6 separate regions of the Mus musculus genome follow, and all the other regions are linked to region 2. Evidence: chromatin contacts called from public HiChIP or PLAC-seq and promoter capture Hi-C data. All regions are on one chromosome and are shown on one strand. Each heading gives the region's core, a stretch centred on a gene start, on an enhancer-like site or on the middle of the called end of the contact. The rest is flanking DNA. Distances are from core to core; before and after follow the strand shown. Region 1 holds the start of Mterf4 (mitochondrial transcription termination factor 4). Region 2 holds the start of Cops8 (COP9 signalosome subunit 8). Region 3 holds the start of Otos (otospiralin). Region 4 holds the start of Atg16l1 (autophagy related 16-like 1 (S. cerevisiae)). Region 5 holds the start of Capn10 (calpain 10). Region 6 holds the start of Pask (PAS domain containing serine/threonine kinase).

The links. Promoter capture Hi-C pulls out the DNA fragments that hold promoters and counts their contacts. HiChIP or PLAC-seq counts read pairs in DNA pulled down with a chosen protein or histone mark.
Region 1: a contact with region 2 is called in a promoter capture Hi-C map of pre-B cells, with 7 times the contacts expected there. The contact joins the promoter of Mterf4 here to the promoter of Cops8 in region 2. A contact is called at or near these places in 1 of 39 promoter capture datasets (pre-B cells) and 2 of 9 other capture datasets (adipose tissue and liver).
Region 3: a contact with region 2 is called in an H3K27ac HiChIP or PLAC-seq map of regulatory T cell precursor, with 19 times the contacts expected there. The contact joins the promoter of Otos here to the promoter of Cops8 in region 2. A contact is called at or near these places in 6 of 39 promoter capture datasets (the C10 cell line, embryonic stem cells, liver and 2 more), 10 of 484 Hi-C or Micro-C datasets (B cells, CD4 T cells, CD8 T cells and 4 more), 5 of 115 datasets of contacts at active chromatin or transcription factors (double positive thymocytes, large pre-B cells, regulatory T cells and 2 more) and 2 of 9 other capture datasets (adipose tissue and liver).
Region 4: a contact with region 2 is called in a promoter capture Hi-C map of liver, with 2.6 times the contacts expected there. The contact joins the promoter of Atg16l1 here to the promoter of Cops8 in region 2. A contact is called at or near these places in 1 of 39 promoter capture datasets (liver) and 1 of 115 datasets of contacts at active chromatin or transcription factors (astrocytes).
Region 5: a promoter capture Hi-C map of pre-B cells shows a contact between it and region 2, with 4 times the contacts expected there. The contact joins the promoter of Capn10 here to the promoter of Cops8 in region 2. A contact is called at or near these places in 4 of 39 promoter capture datasets (liver, neutrophils and pre-B cells) and 1 of 9 other capture datasets (liver).
Region 6: a contact with region 2 is called in a promoter capture Hi-C map of pre-B cells, with 3 times the contacts expected there. The contact joins the promoter of Pask here to the promoter of Cops8 in region 2. A contact is called at or near these places in 1 of 39 promoter capture datasets (pre-B cells), 1 of 484 Hi-C or Micro-C datasets (CD4 T cells) and 1 of 9 other capture datasets (liver).

What each region holds. Positions count from the first base shown.
Region 1 is chr1:93,304,131-93,307,900 of GRCm38.p6, reverse strand. Mterf4 (mitochondrial transcription termination factor 4) reads left to right here and starts at 2,022. Exons shown (of 4, transcript NM_178051.4): 1 at 2,022-2,076; 2 at 2,795-3,293. The coding sequence starts at 2,056. It overlaps Gm28535 (predicted gene 28535), which reads right to left and starts at 1,937. Exons shown (of 3, transcript NR_151531.1): 1 at 1,794-1,937; 2 at 1,277-1,358. It also overlaps the pseudogene Gm7867.
Region 2 is chr1:90,601,619-90,605,312 of GRCm38.p6, reverse strand. Cops8 (COP9 signalosome subunit 8) reads right to left here and starts at 1,888. Exons shown (of 8, transcript NM_133805.3): 1 at 1,686-1,888; 2 at 868-938. The coding sequence starts at 1,763.
Region 3 is chr1:92,646,146-92,650,097 of GRCm38.p6, reverse strand. It overlaps Otos (otospiralin), which reads left to right and starts at 1,257. Exons shown (of 5, transcript NM_153114.2): 1 at 1,257-1,347.
Region 4 is chr1:87,754,362-87,758,475 of GRCm38.p6, reverse strand. Atg16l1 (autophagy related 16-like 1 (S. cerevisiae)) reads right to left here and starts at 2,465. Exons shown (of 18, transcript NM_029846.4): 1 at 2,162-2,465. The coding sequence starts at 2,276. It overlaps Gm33517 (predicted gene, 33517), which reads left to right and starts at 2,730. Exons shown (of 4, transcript NR_157047.1): 1 at 2,730-3,151.
Region 5 is chr1:92,932,465-92,936,250 of GRCm38.p6, reverse strand. It overlaps Capn10 (calpain 10), which reads right to left and starts at 1,843. Exons shown (of 12, transcript NM_011796.2): 1 at 1,237-1,843. The coding sequence starts at 1,377. It overlaps 9430060I03Rik (RIKEN cDNA 9430060I03 gene), which reads left to right. Exons shown (of 2, transcript NR_015525.1): 2 at 1,148-2,725.
Region 6 is chr1:93,340,188-93,344,073 of GRCm38.p6, reverse strand. It overlaps Pask (PAS domain containing serine/threonine kinase), which reads left to right and starts at 1,286. Exons shown (of 18, transcript NM_080850.2): 1 at 1,286-1,548. Ppp1r7 (protein phosphatase 1, regulatory subunit 7) reads right to left here and starts at 446. Exons shown (of 10, transcript NM_023200.3): 1 at 363-446. The coding sequence starts at 414.

The sequences.
Region 1 (3,770 bases), core at 773-3,272, 2.7 Mb before region 2:
GCTCCTGCTTCCTGACCTGCTTGAGTTCCAGTCCTGACTTCCTTTGGTGATGAACAGCAATGTGGAAGTGTAAGCTGACTAAACCCTTTCCTCCCCAACTTGTCTCTTGGTCATGATGTTTGTGCAGGAATAGAAACCCTGACTAAGACACCTTCATGTCTAAGATGCAAATTCAGTGCATAGAGGTTGGTTTGGAAGCTTCTGGTGCTCCATCCATAAGTGAAGCCAGACCTCTGGGCTGGGAGGGCTATTGTCATTTTCCCTGTAATTTCATTACTTGGGCCATATTCTGTTTTTTAAAAATAGCAGACACCTTCGTGTGTGTGTGTGTGTGTGTGTCTGTCTGTCTGTCTGTCTGTCTGTCTCAAAGGACAGCTCGGTGGAGTGGGTTTGTGTCTTCACTTTTGCATGGGTCCCTAGAATCAAACTCAGGTCACCAAGCTGGTGTGGTCAGTGTCTGAATTCCTGAGCCATCTTGCTGACTAAACACAAGTCTGTAAACAACAGAACTTACCAAATACTTTTATCTGGGTCTAGATCTGTACATAACCATTTCAGGGAGAGTTTGGGCTGTCCTGAGAACTTATTGCTGTATTACAGTGTCCATCACAAACTACTTACCTCCTCTCTTCCTGTAAGCAGCCAGAGGTCATCTGCCAAGATGTTTCGCTACTCTCTTGACCCAGAAAAACCCCCCAAAATCATGCAAATCAAGAGGTTCAAACCTTCGTGTTCACTTTAAGAACACCCGGGAATCTGCCCAGGCCATCAAGGGTATGCATATCTGCAAAGCCACCAAGTATCTGAAGGACATCACTTTAAAGAAGCAATGTGTGCCATTCCGGTGTTATAATGGTGGAGTCAGTAGGTGCGCCCAGGCCAAACAATGCGGCTGGTCGGTGGTCAAAAAAGAGTGCTGAATTTTTGCTGCACATGCTTAAAAATGCAGAGAGTAACGCTGAACTTAAGGGCTTAGATTTAGATTCTCTTGTCATTGAACACATCCAGGTGAACAAGGCACCTAAGATGCGCCGACGAACCTACAGAGCTCATGGCCGGATTAACCCATACATGAGCTCCCCCTGCCACATTGAGATGATCCTCACTGAGAGGGAACAGATCATTCTAAAGCCAGAAGAGGAGGTTGCACAGAAGAAAAGGATATCCCAGAAGAAACAAGAAACAAAAACTCATGGCACGTGAATAAATTCAGCATAAAATAAATGCAGATAAAGTTAAAAAACAAACAAACAAACAAACAAACAAACCTACTTACCTCAAAGATGAGCCCAGGAACACAAATTTGGTTTTTCCAAAAGATTCTCCACCATGGATGAAGTTAGGTGAGATATTACTAGCTAGAGAATAAAGCCATAAATCAAGGCATTTACCAGACACATTGGTGGGGACCACAGATAGGAAGGATAAGGCAAAACTAGGAAAACACTTAACTCAGTTTTAGATATTATTTAGTGATGCTATTGGCTTTTGGATTGGTGAAAACCATTGTTGGTCTAGGAATATATTTTAAAGGTATTCATTGTCACAAAGCTGTTAAGTTAGACAGGTGGACGATGAATGGATTTCAAAAAGGCTAAGAATAATCCATGATAATTTGGTTTTGGTCTGCAGGATCCTAATTCCACAATCACAGCGTTATCTTATTTGGCCTTGTACTATCTTTAACACAGGTGATTGTTTTTTGTCATATTCTCCCCTCCTCCCCCGGCCCCAGTAAAAGTAGTTTCACAACAGAAAACGACGGTGTGCGCTTCGGGGTAGTTTGGTTTCACCTGTACTCTGAAGAGCAGTTTTAAAACCCAGGTAGTGTTGCTTGTTCCTGGCAGAGACCATGCAACCGAGTATGCCCAACTAAAGGGAGCTGCACCTGCAAGCTGCAGGTGCTGGGCACGAGCATCTGGGATCAAGGGCTTGGCTGCGGAACGAAAGAACGCCACACCCCGGGAGTTCGGCGGACACAGATCGGAGGCCGGACGTTGTGAGCCAGGAAGGACCGCCTCTTCCGGTCTCACAGTTGTTCTTCGCTTGGTCTCCATGGCTTCGCTGGGAAGGCAGGTGAGGTTGCCCTAGGTCCCGGGCTCACAGCGGCTGTTGGCGGGACGTTCAGGAGGCGCTGACGCTGGTTCTTGGTGTTCCGGTCTGGGCACCTTGTGGCAGTAGCGCTCCCGGGTGGCGTGTGCACAGACAGTGTGGCCCTCAGAATAGCTTCTGGCTTCTCCGGAGTTTCGGCTGTGTGCTGCCTAATGGCTAGGGAGGCCTGGACCACCACCAGCGGCAAGAGCGGGGTGTTTGAGACCATTCTGGCGGGCACCGGATGCTCTGTGCTTAATTTGTTATGTGCTAGTCCCAACACCTGGGGCTACTGTGTACAAATCGACAGATTCCTTCCCCCAAATATTCTTCTTTTAATGGAAGGGATCCTTGAAAAACAAAACAAAACTATCCTTTGTTGGAATGAAATTAGGTAGTGTACCTGTCTGGTGGCTAGTCTGAGGTTCAGAATTTTCAACCAAATACTATTGCTCGTGCCCTGTATCTTCAGTATGTAGATATTGCTTATGCTTCAATATCTTCAGTAAGTGCGGTCGTTTGCATGCTACTTTTATTCTTTGGAGACTTTTTAGACCCAGAGAAGATTTTACAGATTGTTTACAAAAACTGTTAGCTTTTGTGGGCCAAGGGTCAAGCTGAGGTTCAAGGTTACTGGCTCAGTAATCTTGTGGTGGTCATTATTCTGAGGTGGGACTGATTCTGTTTTTGCTCTGCCTTACAGGTTCCTGAGTGGCATCGTCTACTGGCCCTCTCCTGGGCCTGTTTGGTTAGGCAGACCCCTCATCTCAGAGAACAGAAACAGATGAGCCCTTCTTTGTCTTGCAAACTGACTACAGTGCCCGGTAGAGGAAGCTTTCAAGAGTTTTCCAGCATTACACCCCAAAAGTACATGCAGGAACCAGAAAACAGGACACGACTTGTTCAGTGTCTTCATGAGGAACAGAAGCCTTGTGTGGATCCTGAGTCCTTGGAGCCTGAAAAGGTCATCCGTTCCCTCCAGGACATGGGTTTTGCTGAAGCCCACATTCACAGCTTGTTTAGTATACAGCCAAGTGTCCATCCTCAACAGTTGCTGGGTATAGTTTCAGAACTCCTACTCTTGGGGTTGAACCCAGAGCCTGTATTTAATGCCTTGAAGAAAAATCCCCAGTTGCTGAAACTGTCTAGCATGCAGATGAAGAGGCGTTCCAGTTACCTTCGGAAGCTTGGCCTTGGAGAAGGTATAAGATGCAGCAGACTTTATAGAGGGAGAGGAGTCAGTTAGGGAGAAAATAGCTTACCCTAGCAGGGATGTCCAGCCTTTTGATAGTAAGGCATGGAATTGTCACCTACAAATGAGCTAGGCTGCATTCATCAATACCCTGGGATGCATGTGTGCTGTGGGCTAAACACACCTTACTCAGAGGAAGTGAGGTAGGAAAGTTTGCTGAGGAGAGGTCAGTGTCTTCAAGAAGATGTGCAGTGGGCTCTCTGCAGATGCCGTTGTAAGGGGGATGTGGGATAGAGGAGCCCAAGAAGAGAGAACCAAGGCCAAAGTGAGCCTCCTGTGTGTTCATTGAGATCTCTAGCTCCAGATCAATGGGGACATGGAGTCTGGTTTTGGTGGGTTAGTGTTGCTCTATGGTAGTGATGTATGTGTATGCAAATGTGTGACCTCCGCAAAAACATCCCACACACAGCTTTCAGAGCTGATGGTG
Region 2 (3,694 bases), core at 639-3,138:
TGAAATAACCTTTTCCCAGGTTAATTAAAAAAATTTTTTTTAGGAGTTCTTTTTAAACTAACAATTCAGATCCTAAACCATAACAACACATTCAAACCACAGACTTACACACAACCACTCAGGTACAAACAATGTGTCCATTTCGAGGCTTTGGGTATCCCTCGCAATACAGGCATACACTGTGCTGTTATAATCTGGAGCCCTTCTCCTAGTGAGTCGTAAGACACACGATTATATGTATAATGAAGAAACTCAGTGTAGTTTCTGTAAAAATATCACAGTAGGTTTGGAACTGCACCAGGCCTCTATTCTCTAGCCCTCTCAAGCTCCTGCCTCCCACCCAGGAAGACTAATTCAAACATGTCTACCTCCCCTGGTTCTCCCAGTGTTCCTTCCCAGCCCCAGCTTTTTTGCTCCTACTGAGTACATATACAGTTGCTTTGGTTTTATTTGTTTGTTTGTTTAGATAGGGTTTCTCTGTGTAGCCCTGGCTGTACTGGAGCTGGACCTATAGACCAGACTGACCTCAAACTCAGAGATCTGCCTGCCTCTGGCTCCCAAGTGGGAGGATTAAAGGTGTGCGCCACCACCCAGTTTCTGAGTAAATATAAGTAAAAAGAAAAAAAAAACATGATTTTTTTTTTAAACTCCATTGGTTCTTGATGCTAATTTCTCACAAGAACTTACCATGTTTTTAGGTGTATGTAAGACATACACGACAAGAAAAATATCGAGCTTATTTATTCTTAATTATGACAAAAAGGGAAACAGATATAACAGGATTACAGTAAAAGACACCTATCTGCTGCATGTACTCCTGCATCATCTCAAGGAAGCTTTTCGTTTTAGGTAAAAGGTGCTACTTACATGTCGTTCTGGAGCAAGTACAAAGCTAGAAGCTGACCGTACACTGGCGGTGTGGCAATTCCTCCAGGAGCCTAGAGAGCGAAAAAAGAGGGGAAAGCCTCACTTCCTAATACACTTTCAGAAAAGAGAAAATGAAAACTTAAAAAGTAAGTTTTCCAGCACTACTATAGATGCAGAAAAATGCTTAGGGAAGTATCAAAGGTTAAAACCTGAGTTTAGATCTGTTGTGAGCTGTCATTTATCTGCAGTTGGATATCAGTTTCTTTCCATAGTCACAAATATGTAAGTGACATTACCTCGGAAGGTCAGGTCTCAAATTAAAAAAAAGGGGGGGGGGACTACTTCCAACAGGTTCTTAATGCACTATTTTTCTGGCCGTTATCTTAAAAGCTTAAGTAAGCTTAAGACAGAAGACTACCAAAAGGTAGTTATAGAGGCCTGTCTCTCTTCAATCTTTATTCATTCAGCAAGGTCTGCTAAAGGCTCATCCGCAAGCTGCTGCTGTCTCCTTTAGTCCGTGAGCCCCCGCCCTCCCTTTTTTTTTTCCTTTTTCTTTCTTTTTTATTTTTATTTTTTATTTTTGGGGTTTTCATAGTTCAAGCTGGCTTCGAATTCACCGGCAATCCTCTCGCCTCCGCCTGACGTGTGCCCACCGGAGTCCTGTGCCACTGCGCCCAGCCTATTTAGCGAACTTAACTTAACGTTACAAATGGAAGCAGCATCTCTTGATGAACCCGGAGTGTGCGCCCCGCAGGCCGCGGCCCGGCCCGTTACCCTGGAAACGGCGCCCACCCGACCGCCCCACCCTGCGGCGCTACCTCGAGTTCCTGGTTCTCGCACTGATCCAACAGCTTTCTGAAACTGAAGGCGTTGTCCGCCATCACCGCCACTGGCATCTTCCCGGCCGCTCTCGCCGCCACCACCTCTGCCAGACCAAAGCACAAGCTGGCCCTCGGGGCGTCGCGCCCGCGATGAGGTAAAGGAGCTGCCTCTCAGTACGCATGGGCGAGCGTGTCGTCACTTCCCGAGCGACGCCGTAGCGGAATACAAGGGCGGCGAGCGCTCTGCCCCAACGTCTCGGTGCTCTGGAGGACCCGCCCCAGGCTAGGACGAACCGGCTTTCTGAGTCAGAGCCCTGCGATCCGGAAGGGTTCGGCTGCGGCTCGGATTATCCGCACGGGGAAATGATAACGGGACTACATTTTTCCACAACCAAAGTTGCCGTGGGAGAACAGTAAAACCGTTGGACCTCCACGTGTTTCGAGAGCGCTGAACTGTACTTCTTCTAAGCTAAAGTGTTACATACAAGTCCAAGAAACTCCAAACCTGAAACTCTTCTTGGTTTGGGTTATGCACACACCCCTCTTCTAACAATTCACTTAGCAGCCTGACTCTCACCTACACCTACTATGCGCACGCGCACGCGCACACACACACACACACACACACACACACACACACACACCTTTTTCTGAAAAAAAAAAAAAAAAAATCACCTAGCAATTGTCAGCAAACCAGGACCCCTGTTCACAACCTGCATGGAACTGCATGCAGACAAACCCTCTCCAAGTAATGGGATAAGTTTCTTCGCTCTCTGCGGACCATCGAACAGATTCTATTCAGTAATAATCCAGTTAGGTGCATTATGAGGCCAGGAGGTCTGATCTAGCCTGAATTGGTTTTAGGTGCCTGCCCAGGAGGGTGAACCATGTCTTCTAAGTGAATTTGCTGAGAGAAACTCCTATTTACTGTCTTCTGCCTGTGCGTGCTTGTGAACGCTTTTGATTAAAATCAAATACATTTTAATAATAAAATTATTTAATAAAATTCAATAATTTTACATATTGAGACATGCACAATAGAAAAGGGAGGTAACATAACTAAATTGTTTTTTCTGTTTTTGTTTTGTTTTTGGTGTGTGTGTGTGTGTGTGTGTGTGTTTTGGTTTTTCGAGACAGGGTTTCTCTGTATGGCCCTGGCTGTCCTGGAACTCACCCTGTAGACCAGGCTGGCCTCTGCCTCCCAAGTGCTTGGATTAAAGGCTTGTGCCACCACTGTCCGGCAAAATTTTTCAATCAAAACAGAATGCAGTGCTCCTTAGCAATAAGACTCCTCTCAAAGCTCATAAAAACCCCAAACAGTAATTGGGGCTCTAGAGTATGCTGGCTCATGTGGCCAGCGGTCACTCTTGACAGCATATTTCTTTCTGATCTGTAGTATGGCTTTGCTTTTGCATAAAGTTTCCTTGCTACTTTGCAAACCTGGGTGCCTGAATTTCAGTTCTGGGCATGAGAGGTAAAAACACCCAGCCAGACCCTAGTCAGTGCTCAGACACAGCAAGCAATGGTCCGGACACCACACCTGCCCCCTGCTGTCTTCTCTGGCAGAACTGGAGACTGGAACACAGGCCTCGTGCATAGTTTTAGCACTGAGCTGTGCCCCCGGGTCTCCTTTTACTTACTGGTAGACAAGGTCTTACTAAGTAGCCCAGGCTGGCCTTGAACTTTTGGAAAAGCTCCAAACCTAACTCTCACTTCTCTCTCTGCCTGCCTCAGGCTCAGCAGACCAGCACAGTGTTATCACCTGTGTACCTGTGTACATCTCATGTGCGCGTGCACACATACACACATACACAGACACACACAGACACACCAGAGACACACACAGAGACACACAGACACACATACACACAGACACACACAGACACACACAGACACACACACACACACACACACACACACACACACAAGGTGAGTGAAGTCTTTCTAGCCTGGGCCAGTGGTGTGCCCGACCTTTCCTGGTCTCCTGATAAGCAAGTCCCCCTTCA
Region 3 (3,952 bases), core at 8-2,507, 2.0 Mb before region 2:
TCGGCTTGTGTCAGCATGTCCGACGTGGTGAAGCCCTTGTGGGAAAAGCTCAGATGACATCCTTCACAGCCCAGGGTCAACACCAGCCCTTCCTGGGTTCCTGGGAATCTTTTCCCATGATGCAGAGAAATGCAGATGACAAAGAATCCTGTGAGAAAAAACAAACAAACAAACAAACAAAAAACCATGGGCCATGTGAGACCCATCCTTCTGTTGGGGGTCGCAAATGACCACAAGCTAAATATTCCTTGCTGGGAAGGGTATGTACTCCACCTCTCAGGGAGGCAGCTGTGGTGAACCAGGCAACTTCCCAGTGAGATGCCTGGCTCAGTGGTTCAGTTAACCCTTTATGTCACCGAGAAGCCACCAGTGGAGCTTCCTGCAGTCAGGGCAGGGCCTATAGCAATCCCTGGATCCTTGGCCTCAGCAAGATCTTTCAGTTCTGCCTGGGCTGGTTTCTGGATCCATTAGCCCCCAGGAACCCAGATGCTCTCTGTGCGTATTGGGGGTGCAGTATTGATTCCAGATGGTGGCCTCAGGTAGCGCCACACCTATCTTGCTCCTGCCTTCTGATCCCAGGCTCAGCCTCCAAAGCAGCCCGCCTCTTCCCATACTCTATGGGATGACAGCAATAGACACCTGCTTGTCTGTGCACATTGTAAGTGTGTACACACCTGTGTGTGCATATGGTGTTGGGAAGATGAGTGTTTCACCTAAAGTGAATATTTGGGGGTGGGTGGGTTGGGGGACAGATCCCTGGAGATGTTTGAGACATGAAACTTCCGCTAGAAAAGCTGGTCGCTTGAAATTCAAATGTAACCATGCGTCCTGTATTTCTTTCAGCCACACTGGAGTCCCTAGGACCCCCCAACCCCATCTCATCCCAATCCAGGTCAATTCTTCGTGGTTTCTGAAGGGGTACTCGCCGGGGTTGACCTGGGACCTTTTCAGAGAGTCTATGGTCAGTTCAGGAAAAGAACGAGGTATTTTAAAAGAAGGTGATCACATGCTTTCACATTTCAGCTTCAGATCCGTATGCGGTCAGTCTTATGACATGGAAGGAGACTTTGATTATTCCAGAACACAAACCCTGTCCTGTGGGCCAGCTGCACAGGAGCCTGTGAGCATGGCGCCCCCTGGAGGCCATCTCAGAAACATTCCACTCCAAGCTCTGAGCCTGTTCTCCAAGCAGCCTGGGACCGGCTGTCTCACCCCAGGCCCTTCTAGATTTCCTGTTAAAGCTGCCACACCCGCATCAGCTGTGGTGGCGTGGAGGGACTTCCACCTTGACAGGCTTTGCCAAGTCAGCTCAACACGCTCCCAGAATTCTCCCTTTTCATGTCCAAGGTAACATGTTTAGTTAAGCTCTTTAAAAGTCCGATAGGGATGTGTGTGTTTGAGGACAAACATGGGTGACATTAGAAGTCTGCGCCCCCCTCCTTTGTAGGAGCAGGGATGGCACTTCCCAAAGGAAATGTGTCTACCAGGGCATGTTTAGAGGGACAAGGGGCAGCATGACTTCTAGAACCTCTGAATCCCAGCTCTGTGTGGTCACATGACGCCACTCTCCTTGGGTTTGAATCCAGCCAGAAGACTCCAGCCCTGTCAGTGAGGTACTGCTCAGTCCCTGGGACACCCGGGTACTCTGCAGGCACAAGCGGGAGGGCAATGCTGCCATCTGGGACGGAGGACTTAGGGCAGATGTCAGTCTGGGAGATGTGAGGAGAAGGCAGACTGTGAGCCATCACCCCCTACACCCCAGTACTTATGCTGGCCACGGTCCAGGAAACAGGAAGTGACTCTAGGATCAGTTATAAGCCACTTCCGAGGCTTTGCGGGGCTCGGGGATGTATGAACAGTGCAAAACACAGGCGGACCATTCCGTGGCAGAGAAGAATGCAGGAAAACACACTGGCACGATGAACTGTGGCCTTGAGACTTTAAATTATGAGCACCTGCCTGTGTCCATGTTGGGACAGCTCAATGGATGATGGTAAGCTACTCTGGGCTCTGCCTTCTAGGAGAATGAATTTGGGTTGCGCTAGCATTTCAGAGTACAGGCAGGGGCATCTGCGAGGCTCAAGGAGTAATTATTAGTCAGATGTGGTGTCCATGGATGGACAGCAGGGGGCGCCAGATACCTCTGACTCATTCCCAATCCTGGCGTTCGTTACCACAGGGTCCTTTTCAAGCTGACTGCCACGGGAGATAACAAGGGGCCTCTGTCCAGCAGAGTGGCCTTATACATCTAAGCATCTCTTGAATCCAAGCAGACAGACTGTTAAGACCTTGGAGGTTCCCTCCGAGTTTCTGTGTGGGGCGGGATATTATGCACTGGATATCATGCAGGCTTCTGAGCAGTCACTGGGCAGGTTTCAAGTTTGCCCATCCTATATGGTATTGTTCCTGGGCCCGACCTTTGGGAGCTTTTGAGAATTCGAACTCTTCCCTGCCCTCAAGCATTGAATTTTAGAAGGAATCCTAGCAATTATTAAAGGATGGAATCCAGTGTTTTGGGATTCCCATCAAATGTAGGAATGCAAGGGCCCTGGGGAAGGCATTTACCATTAAAAAAAATGACATTTACTTATTGTGTATGTGTTTGCAGTGTGTTCCAGGTGTGTATGTGTAGGTCAGAGAACAACTTGTGGGAGTTCGTTCTCTCCTTCCAGCATGTGAGATGTGGGGATCGAACTCGGTTTAGCAGCAAGCACTTCTACCTGTTCAGCCATTTTAATGGTCCCTCTTGAAGGCAGAGTGGTCTGCAGGAGAACAGGGAGACAGATGGGTGAGGTGCAAAGGAGATGTGTTCTGGGTGGGCGGGGGCAGGGGGTGTCTCTGTCCAGGCCAATGAGATAAGGTGTCTGAAGGATCCAGGCAGAGAGGAAGTGTGTAGGGGTGGAGATGTGGTGCAGGAAAGAACGTGTGTCCCAGGAGGTTTGGAGGACCTGGGAGATCAGGACCTGGGAGATCAACTGACCACTATAAGCCAGGGTAAGTAACAGAGAGTTGCTGATGGTGGGGCTGTTTTTATTTAAAGCTTTCTTACATAAAATAATAAATGAAGGAAAGTACACACCCACAAAGGGAGGAGAAAGCAAATGAATACCCATAGTTTCCTCTCCCGGGCTCACGGCTGCTGGTTGGCAAATTCTTATATTAGGTAAGCAGTCTCAAACCAGTCTGCATGGTTTCTTTCATGCCGTGCTTCTTCCACAGGTGTCTTTCCATGGTAGCCTTCAGATAGGGGCTCATCAGGTGGACAGTTGATTGCCTCACCCTGGCAGCCCTCTATGGCCAGATGCGCAGGCTCAGGGTGTCTGCTCCTTTGTGCTCTGACTAGAGCCTTTCTCTTCGCCAGATCCTCTTGGTCTGTGCTATAAATCAGGGCTGTGAGCACGGCTGTGCTGTAAACCAGGGTCGTATGTCCTCATGAATCCTATAACTGGAGGTGGTTCAAGGACCCTGGCACAGCTGCCCTAAAGCACCACACCTCTTGTAGCACAGGGGCCAGGGGGTTGGAAATGAAAGCCAGAGGCTTTCTCCTCCATGGCTGCACCTCAATGCTACTGGATCATACGCCAGCTCTGGGTCTCTGGTTAGATTTAGGCTGTTACCTGGAGAAGGAAGGGGACTTGAAGGGACCCTGGGCCACACAACTTCAGAACAGGGTACCAGAATCTTTGAGAGTTCTGGGGGGATTGAGAAACAATGGAGACTCTTACCCTGGACCTCGGGCCTGTATCCAGCAGGGTGCTGGGACCTCACAGGGCACAATGGAGATCATCAACCTGGACTTAGGCTCTGCACCAACAGGGTGTTGAGACCCAGGGGCGGGTCCATGGGGCTACACTTCCTCTGACAGGTGGGCACAGGTTCTATCAAGGGATAACCACAGAGGTCTGAGCTTAAGGCCCTGGTGTTTACTGCTACTTATCCTCTGGCCTTCTCT
Region 4 (4,114 bases), core at 1,216-3,715, 2.8 Mb after region 2:
CCTGTGAGAAGGGAGGGTGGGGCTTTTAAAGGACACCAGGCATTTAAGAGGGCTCCTTCATAAAGGTTTTCTCCTACAAAGAAGGATCATCAATAAGGGAGTCCACACTTACCCAAGGCCTCTTCTTGTGTTTCTGTTCAGGCTCAGACAGAACTACACAAGGAACACAAGGGAGATGGTCAGAAATGACCAGCTTGAGAAGGCTAGAATGAACTAGGTCATAGTCAAACTAGAAAAGATATGACCAATGCCCTGGCCTATGAAGAAAGATATAAAGAAGCAAAGGTTGTCTGCCCAACCTGCTCCATTGGCCTCCCATGCTGTGTTCTCTTCTCAAACAGCTATTCCGTGACTGACTGAGGATCAGCCAGACCTTACGTTCTATCCAGCACCTTCCCTAAACTGGCAAATACTAGTAACAACCTAAAATAGCGTGAACAGTAGGATTAGTTTCCTAAATTACAGCTTTGTAGTCTATCTAGTGCCTTCACTAGCCTAGCAAGTACAAAGATCCCACCCTCCAAAGTCTATAAACACCGAAAACTTCTTTCTTCTGTGGTTGTTGACAGATGTCCCAGATTCCTCTGCTCTAAGTAGATAGTATTATTTAAGGACCTGATCACCTGAAATTCATCTCAGCTCATCCCTCATTAACTTGGAAAGAATCTTCATTATTTAAAATATTTCCCATCTCTGACTGTTCCAATGGTTTGACACTCTCCTACCAATAGGTTATCCAGTTTTGAAATTTAAAAAAAAAAATCAAAACAAAACGAAAATGACTCAAGTTGTCTCCAAGATTATTATAGATGTTGTTTAATGCCCTTATATACACTCTATTTTTATGAAGCAGGCAGGGCATATCTTCACTCCCATTTTAAAGATGCACCAAACTAGAAATGTCTGTAAGGACCTAGTGAGATCTCTGACCCAATCTGTCAGATTTTAACTACATTATCTTTTAAAGAGAAACAAGAACGGAACCCATAAAACGTGTAAACAGATTCCTGGGCTACATTAATAGCCATTGCTCTCCCAGAGTGCAAGGAAGCAACACACCAGAGACAGCGTCCCTTTCCTGCTCTCCTTTTAAAGGGCTAAGTGCTGAGAAAGAGCCATTCCTCAGGAGAGCCAACAAAGGCAAATGCACAAGTGTCTTAAAACCAATGTCTAACCTCAGCCCCAACATTAACCCATACTGCAACTTCATCATCGTTGGCCTTGGTGCTTCATAAAAATTTAACATGAAACAATACATGCCAATTACTTAAAATGCTCAAACGTGTGTGCAAATCGAACCACTCAGGAAGCATAAAAAAAGTATGGGACTATTTTATCTTCTGTCATTTATACTGACTTAATTAGTCTGGAGTGTTTTTGATTGTCAAGTACATCCCCAGATGATTCTAACGTGTAAATAACTACTGATTTATCCCCATCAGAATGCAAATAGCAGTACTACGATTTCAAATCCCACTACCCGCAAAAACTTAGGAAGACTATGCCCAGGCTATCTCAGGAAGCAGATGGAACCTCAGGATCGAGGAGTGTCAACGCATTCGTTCAAATGTGAAACAGATTGGCTAAATTGGGAACACGAGGCACGAAAATGATCGTTGAGAACCCGCCTTAAGAATACAAGATACTTTCGATCCTTAAAATTCGCAAAGAGCGGCGAAGAGACCACTCTTTTTTTCTCACTTAAGGCTTTCAATAATAGCAAATGACCCAGTGGACAAATCCTAAAACTCAAATGTGTACCAACAATATGGAGAGGCCTGAGAAGTCAAAAACCACTAGTTCCACAGCATTCCGAAGAGAACGTCCATCTCTCGAGTTAATGCGTAAAGTCAATCTCTGTCTTGAACTCGATTCCTTAAACACGACGTTTTTGGAGCCTGACTACCTAAGTGCATCGGCGCCGCCTGGGTTATCGAGATTTACAACTGCAAACGATGTCTGTGGAAAGAACCTGGAAAAGGGGAACCCTCCATGATCGCGCCTAAGGTTTAAGCCAAAGAAGGAAGGTAAGCAACGAAAGGGCTCGAGACGTGCGGGACGCCAGGTCCCCGACGAGGCCGCCATGCGCGCGGGCGGAGCCGGGGTTCTCGCTGCCACGGCGCGTTCCACTCCCCGCCCCGGGCCCGCGCGTGCCGCTCACACTGCAGAATGATCTCCTCGAACGCCTGCCTCTGCAGTCGGTCCCGGCGCCTCAGTTCCTCCGCGATGTGACGCTTCCAGCGGGGAAAGTCTGCGGCGCGCAGGCCCGACGACATGCCGAACGCTGCCCCGGCGCCTCAGGGCGGCCGATCCGTGCCGACACTGGGGGGCTGCAGGCTGCAGCGTGCTGCCAGCCGCCAGCGAACAGAAGCCGGCCGCCGGAACCTCACCTTCCCACACAGGGCACCCGGAGGCGATCCGGGAAGATTTTCCGGTCTCTGCCGGAAATTATTCTGGAGAAGGCCGGAAGGCCCGCCTCGTAGCCCGACGTCCTAGGCCGCGCGCAAGCTCCCGGCCGAGACTTCGCGGGACGCTCTCAAATGACGCAACCTTGAAGCCGGAAGCGTCGGTGATGAGAGGCAGCCGCTGGGAGGCACCCTGGCTTCGCGGAAGAAGACAGGAAATGGGGTGGTTTTGTCCGGGGGTGTCTGTTTCCTTCCTCCTTTTACATTGTGTGTGCATCTTTTTTTTTTTTTTTTTTTTTTTTTTTTTAATTTCAGCTCAGAAGTGGGAGCTCCCCTGTGTATAGTGAATGATTGTCGTTGAGTGACAACCTCCCTAAGTATTAGGTGCCTAACCTGTAAAATGGGGGTAGTAATGGTATTTAACCGGAAGGTGAAAAGCCGTGAAATGTAATTTCTCTCTGCTGCATGGCAAAACTGTCTTCACATAGACAACTGCGTCCCTCCAAGACCTACGCAAACTGAATTTTAGCTCATGCCTGTGTGTGCCTTCAAGGCTGATCTCAAACACCTAGACTCAAACCATCTTTTTGGTCTTTTGGTTACTACGCTCTCAAAGGATATGAATCAATTGAGAGACACAGTTTAAAGAGAAATTTAGCAAAGTAAACACGCCAAAGAGAGGAGTGGATTTTTTTTTAAAAGATATCTTTGTTGGGGATTTATTTTTTTTTCTTAATGAAAAGGAGGTGAGTAGCATAATTCATGGAGTAAGGCCACCCATTTCTCTCTCAAAACAAGGAAGATTGGTTCAACCTTTTAGGGTACTTCTGGTTTTCCAGAAAAGCCCACAGGTTGAGGCTGGAGGAATGCAGACTGTAAACTCATACACACACATACTCACACACACACACTCGCCGTGGAGCCTTGGGTAGTATTATTATCACTTTTTTTTTTTTTTTGAGATTCACAATTTTTCTTTATATACATTTCAAATGCTATCCGGAAAGTTCCCTATACCCTCCCCCCGCCCTGCTCCCATACCCACCCACTCCCACTTCTTGGCCCTGGCATTCCCCTGAATTGGGGCAAATAAAGTTTGCAATACCAAGGGGCCTCTCTTCCCAGTGATGGCCGACTAGGCCATCTTCTGCTACATATGCAGCTAGAGATACAAACTCTGGGGGTACTGGTTAGTTCATATTGTTGTTCCACCTATAGGGTTGCAAACCCCTTCAGCTCCTTGTATGCTCTCTCTAGCTTCTCCACTGGGGGCCCTGTGATCCATCTTATAGATGACTGTGAGCATCCACTTCTGTATTTGCCAGGAAGACAGTTATACCAAGGTCCCTTCAGCAAAATCTTGCTAGTGTGTGCAATAGTGTCTGAGTTTGGTGGCTGATTATGGGATGGATCCCCAGGTGGGGTAGTCTCTGGATAGTCCATCCTTTTAGCTCCAAACTTTGTCTCTGTAACTCCTTTCATGGATATTTTGTTCCCTATTTTAAGGAGGAATGAAGTATCCACCTGTTGGTCTTCCCTCTTCTTGATTTTCTTGTGTTTTGCAAATTGTATCTTGGGTATTCTAAGTTTCTGGGCTAATATCCCCTTATCAGTGAGTGCATATCATGTGTGTTCTATAGTGATTGGGTTACTTCACTCAGGATGATATCCTCCAGATACATCCATTTATCCAAGAATTTCATAAATTC
Region 5 (3,786 bases), core at 594-3,093, 2.3 Mb before region 2:
TGTATAGTGTGTGTGAGTGTTTTGCTTGAATCTGTGTCTAGTGTCCATGTGCCTGTAGTGCCTTCAGAGGCCAGAAGAGAGCACTGGATTCCCCTCAGACGGGACATGAGCCACTATATGAAATCCATTTTTTTTAAAAAAAAAATATTTTTATTCACTTTATAACCTAATATCAGCCCTTCCTCCCCTCCCAGTACCCCTCACGAAAGTCCTCTCCCTACTCAACATTCCTCTTCTGAGAAGGGGAAGCCCCACTCTGGGTGCCACACCTCCCCAACACACACACAATCACTACCCACCCCTGCACATCAAGTCACTGTAGGACTAGGCACATCTTCTGAAACCCCCTGTTTAAAGTAAAAACAAAACCTAAACTCCAAGGGCATGGCCAACAGGGCTCTTTCTTTCCCTTGCCTCTCAGTGTTGCTCAAGAAAGCCAGGATGCTTATCAACACCACTGTGCCAAGCAGGCAGCACAAGGCCTGGAACCCTGCCAGCTGTCACTGTTAGCACTACATGCATGTGGGACAGGCTGTCCCCCAGTAGTCTTTCTGCTGATAAGCCACGTCTAAAAAACACCAACAAAAACACTAGGCTTGAACAATCCATCCATTTAAGCTGCAACAAGGCAAAAAAAAAAAAAAAAAAAAAAAAAAAAAACCAACCAAAAAAACCAAAAAAACCAAAGCCCTCCTACCACAGCCCTTTCTGGCTATGAGGGGTAACACTGTTGTGAGTTGCATGCATGGACGCTAAAATAACAATACATAGTTCCACCTGCCTGTGCCATTTAAGGGAGCCCTGAAAAGCAGCTCCTTAGGTTTTCCCAGTTGTTAAGCACAACGCTCCCCGTGTTCTGTGCTACCTTTTGGTGTTCATACCCTAAAGCTACTAGAAGAAATGTAGAGCAAAGTGCAAAGCCAAGAAAGATTGCGCTGAATTACACCCGACAAAACTTAGGTGGTGGGATGGTGCTGGAAATACTGCTTCTAATCCCTTAATATCAAAACAGCTCCCTACTACCTGACTTTGGGTAGGAGTGTATTTTAGTAGAAACCCCAAGATAACATCTAAAAGACAAGCCTTTCGATTGCTTCTGTCCTCCTCATTTGAATTCTCAGGGCTGGCTATCACCTTTTCTGAATAGGCTTGAAGGCGAGGTCCTGCTAACCCCGGGGTCCATCTCCGTGAGAAACATATCCACAACACCCGCCCAGGCAAGAGACCCTGCTGCACCTGGGGTCGTCTCCAAGTGATGTCCTCCCGAAACTGGGCCAGAGGCGTGGACAAGTTGTAAAAGAGCGAGGAGTCCGAGGCGGGGAATGCCGCGTCCCGGAAGAGCTCCCGCGCCGGCGTCTCGGCCCGGACCGCCCGCATCTTCGGCGCCCTGGGCTCCCATCTGCGGCCCGTGGACTCGGTCGCCGCCCGGGAGCGAGTGCGCGGCCTTCACTGCAAACCGTGTTTGCTTAGCCCGGGAGACCTACTGGTGCAGAGCAGCCTAGCGCCGCAAGCTCCGTTGTCTAGGTAACCCGGCTGGAGCCAACCAGGAGCCGTGCTTGCGTCATATGACAGAGCTGCCTAATCACGCACGAGCTGCAGCGCAGAACCGTGCAGGACTGGTAGGTTCTGCTCTCGCACGAGGGCGTGGTCCCCGCGTTTCTAACTGGGCAGTGCTAGCCTGATGTCCGTATGCTTTAGTGCTCGGGACAACGCAGCTGTAGCCACTTGAAATCGAAGTCTCAGTGACCACAGGAAGCTGAAAAGTCACTTTGGTTTAGATCGCTTTGTCAATGCTATCCCAGCATGCAGCGCCGTTCCCAGCATACGTCGCTGATCACAGGCGTTGTCTACTTCCCAGCGTGCTTCGCTCCTTCCGGTGTGAGGCAGGAACTTGGCAAAGCGGTGGTTCCTCCCTGTCTTCTGAAAGAGCCAGTGAGGAAGTGGCTCAGCGAATCGCGTTGTTATCCTTCCGTCGCGGTGGTGGTTGCGTTGTTCTGGGGAGGCAGAGGTGTCACTGGGGTTGAAACTTGCCGGGGTCGGGCATTTGTCTCAAAACGATTGGGCTTCAGACGCTCTGGATCCTAAGCGGCCAGGGAATGCGGCTGGAGCATTCCTTGAAGCCTTAAATGGCCTGGCTATGGTTTTGTAGACTGGATGGTGACCAGGACGTGGACTTGCGGCTCCACGATTATTCGATGCCATGAGGAGGTCAGGGACAGGACACTCTCCTTCTGGTGCCTACTCTTCCAGGTCCCAGGAAGGACACAAATCAGCCAAGGACTGTTCTCTGTGTCTTCTCCAAATGTATTTCATCAAGACTAGAAGCTTCATAGACAGGAAGGGAGACGACGAGGCTTCACACCTTGTAGACTGCAGTTTGCCACCTATTAGGGCTGCTCTGATATTTTTTCCCTCCTCTGGGCCCCTTTTTCTCAGTCTTGGATAAAAGGTAGTCAGAGGAAATGCGGTTTGTGCAGTTAAGTAGATCAAGTACCCGTTGCCTAAAGAGGAACAACCAGGCCAAGCTTTTACCCATAACCTGCTGCTTCAGAGTCTAGACAGTTGCTCCTTCTCCCAGTGAGAGGCTGGGCTGCTCCTGCATCAGCAGCAATTACTGCTGTGGCATGACACAGTTACCTTGGCTCCACTAGGCTTCAGCGCCATGATTTGAGGTGCAAGACACTTAACTCTTTATTGAGGTTATTTAAAAAAAAAAAAAAAAAAAAAAAAGGAGTAGCCACATAGCCCAACATCTCTTTGGGATGCTTTTTCATTTAGTACTTAATTTCGACTCAGGGGACTGACTGGTGGGCTGAAAGCTGCACTATAGTTGAATCATTAAGAGCCTGGACTCGGTTTTCCAGGAAGTCTTGAGTAATTGTGACAAGTTATCCGCGACTCAAGAGTTATGCAAACTGGTTCACCCCCAGAAGTCTCATATGAGTGGTTAGCTCAGGAGAACGGCTCCTGAAGGCCGCATCCATATCCAGGGCTGGGCCACGGGCAGAGCCTGACCTCCAGAATCTGGAAGGAAAAGCTGCTTAGTGTTACCGTTGCTGTGACGAAACATCATGACCAAAGCAACTTGGGGAGGAAAGGGTTTATTCTGCTCACCTATGGCGCTTTCCATAAGGAGGGGCGCTATTTCCTGGCTCCTTTCCTGCTTTCTTATAGAACCAGGACCAGAGATGGTGCCACTTACAATGGGCTGGCCCTCCCCCATTGATCACCAATTAGGAAAATGCCTTGCAGCTGGATCTTATGGAGGCATTTTTTTTTCACTCTCTGATGACTGTGTCCAGTTGACATAAAACTAGCCAGCACAGACAGGAAGGCAGCCGGTGCTGACTAGACAGCCTAGGCCTGCAGAATGGGGGAAGACAAGCCAGTAAGTGACATCCCTCCATGGCCTCTGCATCAGCTCCTGCTTCCTGACCTGCTTGAGTTCCAGTCCTGACTTCCTTTGGTGATGAACAGCAATGTGGAAGTGTAAGCCGAATAAACCCTTTCCTCCCCAACTTGCTTCTTGGTCATGATGTTTTGTGCAAGAATAAAAACCCTGACTAAGACAGTAGCCTTGCTCTTGAAGCCAGTTTGGAAAGGGCTTTCTTTTCCCTCCCGACCCATCAACATTTCTGATCTTTGATACTAAAGTGCCAAGAAGAAACAGCAGTAGTCTAGGTGGACAGATGAAAAGGAGTATGAAGCCAGCTGGCTCTTGGCACAAGTGCTCACAAATGAGGCATTTAAAGTCTGAGCCCAAACTGGCTGTGGTGGAACACCTAT
Region 6 (3,886 bases), core at 37-2,536, 2.7 Mb before region 2:
TCGTAGATTCCCCACGCCTGAAGCCTCAGTTTCCCAGTGAGCTGACGGAGGACGGTTCCCTGCCCCCTCGCCTGTCAACTTCGGAGCTTTAAGACTAGGTTCCTATAGCCACGGCTTCCTTGCCAATCTCCCTGGGCGGGCTCGCGCCACGTTTTTCCCCAGGGTCTTGTCTTTCTGGCCGCTACCGCCCTCGGGACGGGACTCCCGGGCTCCGAGCCTCCCTGGCTGTCCAGCCATATTGGCAGCTGTCAGAGCTCTGTGGCTGTGGCCGGAGGCTGGAGGCCGAATTCCGATCCCGCAAGAGGCCGTGACCGCCCAGCCCGAAGCTCGCCGCTCCCCGGTCACCCACAGGGGCCGCTCACCCTCCATCATCTCCTGCGACTGTTGCTGCCCCGCGCCGCGCTCTGCCGCCATATTGGCTGCTCTTTCCCTTTCCGGAATCTGTCGCCTTAGGCCATGGGCCAATCAGGATTCCAGGTCCAATAGGCCAGCCAATGGAACAAAGTATAGAAGCGCGAGCTGACAATGCTTGCGCGGGCGCAGTGTTTCATGGGGATTGTAGTTCCCACAGGCTCCGGCTCCACCTGGGTTAGGGGTTTGATGAATGAGTAGAGTCTAGGCGAGCACGAAGAAAGCAGACATCCCGGAAAGTCTTTAGGCAGCATGGGAGACACTTCAAGCTTGCGGATTCGCTCAAGTCACTATGCCAACTTCGGAGGCGTAGAGGTACTGCGGACAGGAGAGTTCTACAGGCCACAGGTGAAGCCGACTAGACTTGCACCCCCGACTTCGGGAGCCTCACTTCACGGTGAGCCGGTAGGCGAGGGAAACCAGTTTATTCTGCGCCTGCGTGCTGATACACTGGTGCCACAGGCCACCTTTAGGGGATGCTTGGAGAAGGCGGGAGGGGCCGCGGTCCGGTCCTGGGGCTCACGTTTGCGGCCTCCAGCCCACGGCGAGCCACTGTGTCGTCCGCTTCTCACTGTCCTCGCCTTGGAAAGGTGGCCGTCGTAAGAAGGGCTGCACGTCGCTCACCGTCCTCGGTTCTCCCGTAAGAGTAAACTGCAGTCACTTGGAGTGGGGCGTGGAGGGGGGGGAAAGGCGCGAAGAAATCGGGTCTTTTGGCTCCTCCGAGGCTCTGTAGTGGGTGTCCGGTGCGTCCCTAGCAACTGTTTGCGCGCGCTCAGCTGCTTGCTTTCACTGAGGTCCGCCCATCAGGGTGTCTGGTTGGTTCTTGGTCCCTTGTTATGCTGCCTAAGTCGTTCTGCGATTGGTCGGTGGGCCAGAAGCGCGCGGATCTTCACGTTGTGAATCCGACTGAGACTTGCGCCAGCCTGGGGTGAGACACCAGCCTTCGAAAAACCTCCGGGTGGCGGCGAGTGTTAGTTACGCATTGTCGTGGAGTGGCTCTGGCCCTTTCCTCGCGCGCCCGCACTCCCTCCGCCCAGCCCCGGCCCCAGAGTGGTGGCGGGTTCTGGCCGTTTGACCCGCGCTCAAGAGCCGCCAGCGCCCGAAAGCCTCTGATTGAACTGGAAGCTTTGCTTTAAGGTTAGACTAGCGGGCCAGTGAGCTCTGGGGAGTCACTTATCTTCACCCCCTAATTTCGGGATTACAGTTATGTGTAGCCACGTCTGGCTTTTTATGTGGTTAAAGATTTAAACGCAAGTCCTCATGCTTGCATAGAAAAAAACTTTTAACAAAGGGAGCCGCCCAGTTCCTGTAATTACTTTTAAGATAAAAATTTGTAGCATTAACAATTTAGTTTGAAGAATGGTATTTTTTATATAAATTAAGATCTCATATCAATATATTCTGAGGTCATACAAGGTCTAAAAAAACAGTAAGGTTTTGTGACTTTGGCAGTGTATTTAGAAGCCATAATTACATGTCCTAACTTTGTCAATAGGTTGGTTTTAAAAGTAGAAAAACCACGGTATGATCGTATCATTGTTTGCTGTAACAGTAATTAGTGCATTTAGATACCTAGAGAAGATGCCTGTACATCTTTCACATTAAAACACTCTACTTGAAAACTGCTATCTAACACCTACTCATCTTTATTTTGTTTGAGTCTGGTGGTGTCACATATAGCCTTGAACACTGTCGCTACTCATCTCTTATTTCATAATGAGTTGTTGCTTTTTAGGATCACATACTGAGTGCATGTGCCTGTGTATGTAATATGCAGAATAGTGAAGGCAAATAGTCATACTTTATCAGTCAGTGGTGGAAGGTTTGCCCAATAGGTGACTAGCTCTGGGTTTAATACCCACCTTCACACAAAAATACCAATTGTCAGGCTGATGGTGTCTTCCTCTCTTCCCAGCACTTCCAACGACTCTGGAGACCTTGCCTCAAAAACAAAACAAAACAAAAAACAAAACAAACCCCAAAAGGAAACAAAGCCCTACAGTTTGGGCCCAGCATTATGGCTCAGTGGGTAAAGGCACTTGCTGCCAAGGTCTGACAATTTTGGACCCACATGGGTAGAAAGAGAGAAGTGACTCCTGAAAGTTGTTTTCTGTCATCCATGGTTGTGCTTTCTCTCTTTCTCTTTCTCTCTCTCTCTCACACACACACTCCCACAATGTAATAAAAATGCATGAAAAAGTCATGCATTATAATGAAAATAAAATGAGGTTGTAAGATGGCTCAGCAGTTAAAAGCTGTTGCAGTTTTATAGAAGACCTGGGTTCTGTTCCTAGCACCTACATGGTGGTGTCTGTAACTTCCGTTTCAGGGCATCTGGTGGCCTCTTCTGAGTTCTTCAGGCTCCTGCATGCACACAGTGCCCATACATACACAGGCACATGCATGTGCTTACACACACACATACACATATTAAAACAAACACATTTAAACCCATTAACTAACTTAGGAAGTAAGAGACTGTGTCATTTTGCCTCTTAAGTTTAGTGCTCTACCAGACTCCAGGGAATTGTCTGCCTGAAGTATGGGTCTTCAGTCTTGTTGGACTCTTATCCTGTATATTGTATTTTTTAAGCAGTGTATTTAGATTTTATATATATATATATTAATTTAATATATATATATATATATATATATATATATATATATATATATATAAAAGGAATCTTGCTGCAGATAACCTTTTGTATTTTGAAGGTTTTTACTCTATACTGCTAGGATTGGTTCTTGTACACAATTCCTTTGTTCTTACTGATGATTGTATCAGAGCTTTCTTCTTGATGAGTATTTAAATTGTTTTTTCTTTTGGACTGTTTTCCCTCTTTCCTTCCTTCTCTCTTCTTCTTGCCTCCCTGGCTTTCTACCTGTCTAGTTTCCTAGCCTTTACTGTTTTGAACCGTGCTGGCCTGGAATGATCCTTGTGCATCTTAGTATTTATGTGTGTGGATTTCTGTAGACTGGTCCCTGCAGTGTAGCCTCTCTGGAAGGTGGCTTTTCTTTTCAGTTGGTTTGAAGAGAGTGTATTTAATAACTTTGAACCTGTATTTCACGTTCTTTGCTTCTGAGATTACTAGAACATAATGGTTTTATAGAGTTGGGGTCACAGTGGCTCTTCTAGAGTCCCTGACTGTTTTGGGGTTGTAGGATAGCTCACCTCTGATTTAAGTTCATGTCGCTTTTACCTTTTGGAAGTTCTCCTCCTTCACATGTCTCGGAGCTATACAGAATGACATTCCTGGTGAGCACTGGTTGTTACAAAGCACATGGATTGCCCAGACCGTGGTCCTAGCTGTGGCTTTTTCTTATTTGCAGGACCAAAATACACTTACTTATATTTGAATTTTGTGGTTATTCTGTGCGTCTACGGTTTGTGTGAGTGTGTCTGTCTGTATGTCTGTGTGTACACTGTTGTAAGTAGGTGCACAAAGGGATGTCAGAGAAAACTTTCTGGAGTTGG